Linked DNA regions of Mus musculus: regions 1 and 2 are each linked to region 3. A link is a contact called in public Hi-C data. All regions are on one chromosome and are shown on one strand. The core of a region is the stretch at or near the end of the contact, and the rest is flanking DNA. Distances in the headings are between cores, read along the strand shown.

Region 1 (2,801 bases), core at 3-2,502, 370 kb before region 3:
AGTATGGTAAATCCACACATGTGGCTCTCAGCTTTTAGGCCAGTACTCCAGTAAGAGCAAAAACTCAGCATCCTCTGATATCTATGTGGTCTTTGGGGAATATACTATAGGGCCAAAGGCTTGAGTTGACCTCCCAGCACTCCGAAGTTGCTGAGACTCTAGTTTTCTTCTTAGCAGCATGGACATCCTCAGCTCCTAGGCCAGTATCTAGGAGGCAGGAGGCGTGGGCAGCTACCATGTGTGACTAGAATTGCCATCATCAAATAGTGGGACAAAATTTATGTCCTTGATCTTGTGTGTATCTTGTGTGTGTGTGTGTGTGTGTGTGTGTGTGTGTGTGTGTGTGTGTGTGTGTGTGCCTGTCCGGGTCAGGGGGCAGCTGCCAATGTCATTCCTTAATCAGCATTCTTTTTAGATAAAGTTGGCTTCTTGGTCCTACTCACTCTTAGGGCTGGCTGCTCGTGTGGTTTCTTGGTAACCTGTTCAATAGGTGTGCCTGGGAGGCTGTTTATGAAAATGTGGCAACTACACACTGGCCCCAACCTGGTTTTGTTATCAGCAGCTCCCCAAATTGAAGGTGAAAGGTCACTTCTACCTTCCTACTTTAAAAGAACCAATGGCTTGTTAATATTTAGGAGCTAGAGAACCCAAAGCTTGGCAAGAGCTATGAGGCTTTGCTTAGTCAGGGCTCACTACTCTGCTTCCTCCTAGCCCTGCCTAGCACTCCAACCTACCCACCTCTTGTTTCTTAGATTGGTTTTCTTTTCTCTTTTTTAAAAACTGTTTTTAAAACATAGTCCTTTATAACACAGGCTGGCCTCAATATCTCTGACTATGACCTTGAGCTGATGATCTTGCTACCACCCCCCAGTGCTGGAATTCCAGGTACCCACCACCATATCAGGCTACCACTCATCTCTCTTTTTAATTCTTCCTCTTAATCTTCTCTCCCTGTTGTCTCTCTCCCCTGAGTTATATTCTGCAGGCCTTAACTTTGTGCAAAATACTGCAACTCCCAAGCAGGGCTGTCCCCAGAGGACTTGAATTAATTGTTCTGGGTCAGTGTCCTCCAGGCTCTCAAGGCAGCTCTGGCCCCGTAGACAATGCATAACCCATCCTCCCCCTTAGGTGATATAATGGAAGAGCATTTGTTTTGGATCGCATGAGCTCTTGAGTCATGACTGACTCACAAAGCAGTGAGCAGGAGGGCATGAGGGCATATGCTCATTCTCTTGCTATGTCTCCTCCTTGCCAGACCAGCCCTATGGATGGATGTGGGTTCAGTCCACACAATAGGGTCCTAACAATCAGTGAGCTTTACCCAACACTGGGGAACCACATTGCTGTGTGTATCATGCAGCTCATTCCCCCAAAACCTTCATGCAAGAGAGATTACCAAGAATGCCATTTACAGAGGAAACCCAGGCACAGAGAGTTAAGTGCTCAAGTTTGCATTGTGTGCAATGGTCAAAGCTGGAGAAATTCCAAGGCAGTTTGACTCTGGAGTCTGTGCTACTGACCACTTCCTGCCCTCCTGCCTGCCAGTCCTCCGTGTCACAAGAGCCCTGCTGGGTGGTTTCAGTTGAAACCTCACAGTGGCTTTCACTGTTGATAGAGTTCTTTGTCCTGTGCAATGGACTTTGATTTCTAAATTGTGCTTTCCTTCTAGATCATTCCGCAGGCAGTCATCAGTACACACCCAAGACTAAGTGCAAGGTAGCTAGGGGAGCTGGTTGGATGCGGGTCCTCTATTCCACACAGCAGGGGTTTCCAATGACCTGCCCTCAAGAAAATGCAATGTTTCTAGAAGGTTCCATAGAGCTTCTCCACCTTTGGTTATGAGATTCTCCAACATTGTAAGAGGGATTATATCCAATATGGACTCATTGGATCCAGAGGCAAGAAACAGATTCAGGAACACCCCCCTGCTCAGTTGTTGAGGGAACCACACGAAGTCAGAGCTGCACATCTGCTACACATGTATAGGGAGTGGAAGTTTCATAACATAAAAAGCTTTGCATAGATTTAAGGATGGGAGGGGGTGCATAGAAATAGAAACATGGGAAATAAGAGCACACACCCAAATGTGGACATAGTCTTCTCAAGGGAGAGTCACGATGTGTAGTTTTTAGTGATTTCTGGGTTCCATCTCAAAGAGTCCTCGTCTTTGCTTGTTCAGCAAATGAGACCATTGGGTGGTTCCTGGGAGGGTAGGCTAAAGCCTTGGCCATTTCAGTTGTAGAGGACGGGAAGATGATTTTACAGTAAATGAAACTTTACTCTTGTTTGTTAGATTCCCAAACAAGCACCAGGACTAGGAGGAAGCCCAGGTTGTATGTGCTTGAGCCTAAGTATGGTCCATGCTATTTTAACGGCCCTGCTTGGAAACTCCTTATGAAGTGAATATTGCCTCTTAAGTTATTGTGTGGAGATTCTTGATTCTCGGCAGGTGATAGGCTTCAGACTCCTTTCCCTTTCCCATGCCTGCCTAATTGCCCAGCCTTTCTGTGCTGCCTCAGGCCTTCCCCAGCAGAGTGGAAAAGGTACATTATGCTGTCAATTCCAACCTTCAAGTGACATATTTATCTTTTTATTAGCTACTTTTCTGTTGCTGTGATAAAACATCATGACCAAAGCACCATATGGAAGAAAGGTTTATTTGGGCTTATGGTTCCAAAGAGTAAGAGTCCATCATGGTGGAAAAGGCTTGGCAGCAAGTGGCAGGCATGGGGGCAGGAGCAGAAAACTGCGGACGCACATCCTCAACACAAAGCATAGAGAGCAGACTGGAAGTATGAACT
Region 2 (2,753 bases), core at 33-2,532, 320 kb before region 3:
TGATTGGTCATTCTCATATTATAGATAAGAAAACATGGTCCAGGGCACTTAGCCTTATGACTCAGACTTGCATCTAAGTTCCTGCAAGCTGAAGCCTTGTGCAAGCTATTCTTCCACAGCCTATATGTCTTTAGGTGTAAATGGATAATTGGGATATGCCCTGTAATTCATCGTGAATATTTCATTAAGAAGGTTGTGTTAAGCACCCTAAATAGCCTAGGGTCCACACCACCTAGTATCTGCAGGCCTTAATACAGACAAGGCTTATTGAACCACTGACAAACAGGATAACAGGTAAGAGAACAAGACAAATGGCTGGTTAATACTTCCTCAGAAGAAAAGAACCTTTCATAAACCATAAGGGGATACCTTCCCTCTCTCTGCACCAAGGAGAATGCCCACCCCAACTCCCAGCATCCCCTGCAAGCTTCCTCACATAGCAACCTCACATGGCAGAACCCAAAACAACTTCCCAGGTATGGTATTAGCATGGAAACATTTGCAGTTGGACCCTGTACATTCCTTCTTTCTAAATCCCTAAATATCAGCCCCATTCCTTCAGCTGCAAAAGAGAACTCTTGGACTCAACGAGCAGTGGCTTATTTAGGATCCTCATGGTCTTGTGTGCATCTGAATTTCAAGGAAGTCACTACTCTTTGGCTGAGGAAGGCTGCAGCAAATTAGTATTCCTGCCGTCAGTCCTCCTTTGGGGACTAAACTCTTTTTTTCTTTCCATCTCCATCTCTCAGTGAAATTTTTTGTTCCAGACCATGCTGTCTCAGCCAGTCTCTTCCTAATGTGATTCTCTTTGATTCACACCAGGCAGCCCCTGCAAGAAGACAGCACCAAAGCAAGCGCCTAGGTGGCTGAGGACGGTGCGCTGGCAGGAGCAGTTCTGGAAGCATCTTCGAACACAGCCATCACACATTTAACCAAAGTGACTGACAGAGTGTTTCTCCCCCTCTGTACTTTCAGTCCATTAGTCTTATTTGTCTTCTGCAGAAAGACGCCTCCCTCCACACCTCAGGTTCCTACAAAAATCAGTGTGTGCGTATCAGACACGCCTACGCACATGATGTGATGGGCACCAGTCTGGATCTGGGGGGAGTAGTCGGTGTTTTGTTCCTAGGCTATGAGTCCTGCTTTCCTCCCCCGCCCCACTCACTCCCAGCCCCCACCCCGCTCTACTTCTTTGTTTCCTTTCTGCTTTTCCCAGAAACTGCCTCTTCTTGCTGTTAGTCATCATGGAATCGAAAACCCTTTAGCATTCCAGGCAGCTGAGAGCATTTACATCGTTCCTCTCTCCTTAGCACCGGGAAGCCTATGAGGCCCCAAAGACACTGTGTGTCATCAGCAACTGGCTTTTTTCTTAGAAAATATTCACTGTGGTCTACCTTTGCCATCCAGCTCTGTGGTCTTGATCCTACCCATTGCATCAGCCATCACCTTCCTAGGTCTCTAGATTGTAGACATACACATCCCTCTCCTATGAAGCACGTGTTTAGCACGTGTCACTTTTTCCACAGATATATATGAATATGTTCAAGAAACTAAGGGATCTTTTTAAATTGTTTTTTATTTACACCCTCAATGTTCCCCCTCTCAAAGTTCTTCACCCCATCCTCTCTCCCCTTCACCTCTGAGAGAGCAGCCCCCGCCCCAGGCATCCCTCCTTCTCTAGGGTATCGAATCTCTACAGGATTAGGCGAATCCTCTCCCATTGGTGCCAGACAAGGTAGTCAGTCCTCTGCTACACATGTCCAGGCTACTTGGTGCTGTTGGTCTTCCTATGGGATTGCCATCCCCTTCAGGTCCTTTAATCCTTCCCCTAACTCATGCATAGGTGTCTGAGACCTCAGTCTGATGGCTGACTGTAAGTATGTGCAAGCATGTGTAAGTCTGTCCACTGCTGGTAAGGCTCTCACTCACTCAACATTGCATGGCTAGGAAGTTGCAGAACTCATTTCAGGTCCGTTCATTTGACCCCTCAAGAAGGCTGAAATCTCCCTTTTCTTAAGAGCATCACAAAAATTCATTATAATAAACACTGAAAACTACATGCTGATTGCTAAGTAGTAAAATTGGACTTTAAATGTAAATTTCTTGGTTGATGACCCATCCAACCTTCCGAGCAGATAGTTTGTTGGCTGCCACGAGAAAGCTGGAGAAAGAACAAGATTAACAAGTTGAGACCGCAGCGATGTCTGACACCTTAAGAGTGCTTGCTGTTATATCAGGGTCCTTTCAGCAAACGCTTGCTAGTGTATGCAATGGTGTCAGAGCTCTTGACTCTAGCTGCATATGTATCAAAAGATGGCCTAGTAGGCCATCACTGGAAAGAGAGGCCCATTCGACACGCAAACTTTATATGCCCCAGTACAGGGGAACTCCAGGGCCAAAAAGTGGGAATGGGTGGGTAGGGGAGTACGGGGGGGGGGGTATGGGGGACTTTTGGGATAGCATTGGAAATGTAATTGAGGAAAATACGCAATAAAAAAATTACTTAAAAAAAAAAGAGTGCTTGCTGTTCTAACAGAGTGTCCATATTCGGTTCCCAGCAACCATGTCAGGAAGCTTACAACCTCCCGTACCTTCAGCTCACAGAGATCTGATGCCCTCTTTACACACACACACACACACACACACACACACACACACACACACACACCCCACAATGCATATACACCTAAATTAAAAAGTAGAAGAAACAGCAAACAGCACATAGTTAGGGCTTTACCCACAGTCACTCAATG
Region 3 (2,996 bases), core at 178-2,677:
AAACATATGCCACAGTCAAGTGGCCACGCAGTGTGAAATCAAGGAAGCAGCTCTCAAAGGTTCTTCAATCCCCCTAGAAGTTTCGTTTGCTGCTGTGACCTTCATCCCCAACGGATAGGATCTTCTCTGATCCAAGAGGCATGGAGTTCAGTGGTAGTACCGTCCCTCTGTAGGAGAGCCCCCCCCATCACCACTGATGGGGGAATTTCCCTATGCATGCAGTGTTCCCAGGTGAGAAGTTATTTCCCAATGTTAGGCAGTCTGGGTCCTTGAAACAACCTCAGCATCAGTGATGTCTTCAGGTCTATGATGGAGAGAGGGCAAATCCACTCAAGAATTCCAAAAGACATTGCCCTTTCTAGTGCATCTGAGAAGCCGGTCCTTGCATCCTGGGTCATGGACAAGTACAGGCTTCCCTCCAGTGAGGCTATAAGGATGAGCGACAGGGAGCTAAGAGTAGCTGCAAATTTCTGGCCATGAGCACTAAGTTCATTACCACATCACCATAGGAAGCACTACCACTTATGAGCCCCTAGGTCACCCAGGAGCGTAGCCCAGAGTACCCAGTCCTCTGGATGATGCTGGGGTTAGGGATCAGCTCCTCTTTATAAACAGCAACACGAGGTCTCCAGAGCAGTACCCCCCCCCCAGGTCCCATGCCGCAAAAATAGTGGTAGCAGATAGATACACTCACACCACGCCAGCAGAGTCTGGTGTGGAGATGGCTCAGTCAGCTCAGTGCTTGCTGCGAAACTGAGGAGTTGAGATCATTACCAGCACCCACGTGAAAAGCCACATGCCACCAAACCTGGATGACCTGATTTTAAGCCCAAAGATTCACATAGTGGACGGAGAAGCCAGTCCTTGGAAGTTGTCCTCAGACCTCCACATACACAATGGGGCACGTGCATACACAGTAATCTTTCCTTCTGCTTTGTTTAGATATCTAAGCACCTTCATTCCAGCACTGGGGAGGTAGATAATTCCCTGTGCTCAGAGGTGAGCAGCTTGACCTAATCTAAGAGCCCCAGGTTCCTTTTAGAGAACCTGTCTCAGAAAATCAGGTGGAAAACTCCTGAGAAAGACATCTAATGTTGACCTCTGGCTTCCACGTGTGTATGCAATATACACACAGAGAGACACGCACACACACTCTCACACACACATGCTTGTGCACACACTTATGCACACATACTCACAGGAAATGAAGAACAGAAACGAAGCTTTTCTGCCAGCCAGGGGCCTTTCTTTACCTCTCCAGGGCTCTCTAATGTCCTAAGACCATCCCCAGCCTACCTCCTAAGTTAATTCCTGCAGCCTCAGCTTCAAGCACTTTCTCTCCTTGGAGTAGTAACTGATCCCCAGCCTTCGAAGCAGCCATTTCTCTTCCAGCACTGCCAAATCACCCCTTGGCCACCTTCCGGGATGACTCATCCCACGGCTCCTCCCGGCCTGATTCTTTGCACCGTTTCTGTCTCTTCTCTCGGCAGCTCTCCAACACATACTCTCCATTCTGAAAGGCATTTATGATTTCCAGGATAGGTTTGGGGGAAATTTTTTAGAGTAAGTTGGGAGAGGTGTAATGGTTTGGGGAAAGGAGACTTCCCATCCATCCAAACACCTTCTTTCCTAGGGAAGAGAGATTTGATGAAAACTCAGAGGGTGCTAGACAGGGAGGCGACTTAAGAGATGCAGCACAGAATGGTTCAAATGAAGATGGATCAGAAGCTCGGATTAAACGTCCCCGAGGCCTTCAGTCTTACCCAGAAATGTGCAACAGAGAACACACTTGGATTTGTGGATCTGATTTAAAATGCAAAATGTCTTTCCTCAAAATAGGTAAATAAAAGGTCAGATGCTAAGTGTAGTTCATGCCCTCTAAGCAGAACTAACCACCACCAAAGATACTCACCACACAGGCCATGTGGAAGCTAGGTGTCTCCTTGATTGTCCCTCCCTAGGAGCTAGTATTGCATGGCTAGGTAGCTTCGAGAAGGCTGAAATCAAAAGGCTTGGACCCCAGCTTGGCTCTCCTACCAATAGCTTTGTTAAGCTTTGGCCAATATTGTTAGCTTTATGGGCTTCAATTTCCTCAGACATATGGTAACATTTTTGCAGCACTGTGGGTGGATCCCAGAGCCTTGCACATGTGGACAGGGGCGTAATCACCTCGCCCACTGCTAAGCGCCCTCCATGACCTAGAGTAAGGGTCCTTCTAGGTCTCACATTTTGTTAACTTTCTAGTGAATATCAAAGTGGCCACTACCAAAGGCCAATGCTACCAGATGCTTGGCAAAAAGACATTTCCTCGGTCCCATATGTGTGTGAAACATTGTGTGTTTAGGGGGTGGGGGGCTGGCCCCTGAGACAACTCTGTAAACAGTGGACATCATAAAGATCCTATGAGAGCTAGGTGTGGTGGGTCATGTCTGTAACCCCAGCAGTTGGGAAGCAGAGACAGGAAGATCAGTAGTTCAAAATCAGCCTGTGTGTACTGAATTTAAGGCCACCTGGGTTACATGAGACCCTGTCTTCAAAACTCAAAACAAAAGAGGAACAACTACCACCAACAAAAGACCTTATGAACCATTTTTACATAAAGATTCAAAACAGCTTAAATCAATATAATTTAACATGGCCTTAATGTATTCCACAGAACCCTTTATACTTTCACTGTTGTGGTGGTGGTGGTGATGGTGGTGGTAGTGGTAATTTTGTTTCGTGCTGGTGGTAGTTTTGGTGATGATGGTTATGGTGATTATGGTTGTGGTAATAATTGTCATTGTTACCTCATGGAATGCATTTTAGGACACACTGGTAGTAAAGTTGACATCTTTCTTCTTGCCTCCAGTTTTAGCCCCCTTTTTGTATTCCTCCCCAAGTCAGGTCAGTACCTAGAAATTCCACTCAAAGCCAAGTTAGATGTTTCTGGGTGTTCTGTCCTTTCAAGCTGTGATAGTTAGCCTTAACTGTCAGTATGACACAACCTAGAATCA

Evidence for each region. Hi-C and Micro-C count contacts between places; a contact is called where the count stands out from the background.
Region 1: a Hi-C map of the C2C12 cell line shows a contact between it and region 3, with 2.2 times the contacts expected there. The contact joins two enhancer-like sites. A contact is called at or near these places in 1 of 15 datasets of contacts at CTCF or cohesin (the NIH/3T3 cell line), 2 of 484 Hi-C or Micro-C datasets (the C2C12 cell line and embryonic stem cells) and 1 of 9 other capture datasets (embryonic stem cells).
Region 2: a contact with region 3 is called in a Hi-C map of the C2C12 cell line, with 1.7 times the contacts expected there. The contact joins two enhancer-like sites. A contact is called at or near these places in 6 of 484 Hi-C or Micro-C datasets (the C2C12 cell line, cortical neurons, embryonic stem cells and 1 more) and 1 of 9 other capture datasets (embryonic stem cells).

Annotation. Positions count from the first base shown.
Region 1 is chr11:57,090,244-57,093,044 of GRCm38.p6, forward strand. The region is part of intron 2 of Gria1 (glutamate receptor, ionotropic, AMPA1 (alpha 1)); the gene reads left to right. Among named protein-coding and RNA genes, the nearest start is that of Gria1, 80 kb to the left of the region's middle. Within about 2 kb of position 1,253, at least 43 of the 459 cell types and tissues checked have an H3K27ac peak or open chromatin away from gene starts, as enhancers often do. A contact at or near this core is called in the C2C12 cell line, where this site is marked.
Region 2 is chr11:57,139,334-57,142,086 of GRCm38.p6, forward strand. All of the region lies in intron 2 of Gria1 (glutamate receptor, ionotropic, AMPA1 (alpha 1)), which reads left to right. Among named protein-coding and RNA genes, the nearest start is that of Gria1, 130 kb to the left of the region's middle. Within about 2 kb of position 1,283, at least 36 of the 459 cell types and tissues checked have an H3K27ac peak or open chromatin away from gene starts, as enhancers often do. A contact at or near this core is called in the C2C12 cell line, where this site is marked.
Region 3 is chr11:57,458,529-57,461,524 of GRCm38.p6, forward strand. No RefSeq gene overlaps it. Among named protein-coding and RNA genes, the nearest start is that of Fam114a2, 59 kb to the right of the region's middle. Within about 2 kb of position 1,428, at least 7 of the 459 cell types and tissues checked have an H3K27ac peak or open chromatin away from gene starts, as enhancers often do. A contact at or near this core is called in the C2C12 cell line, where this site is marked.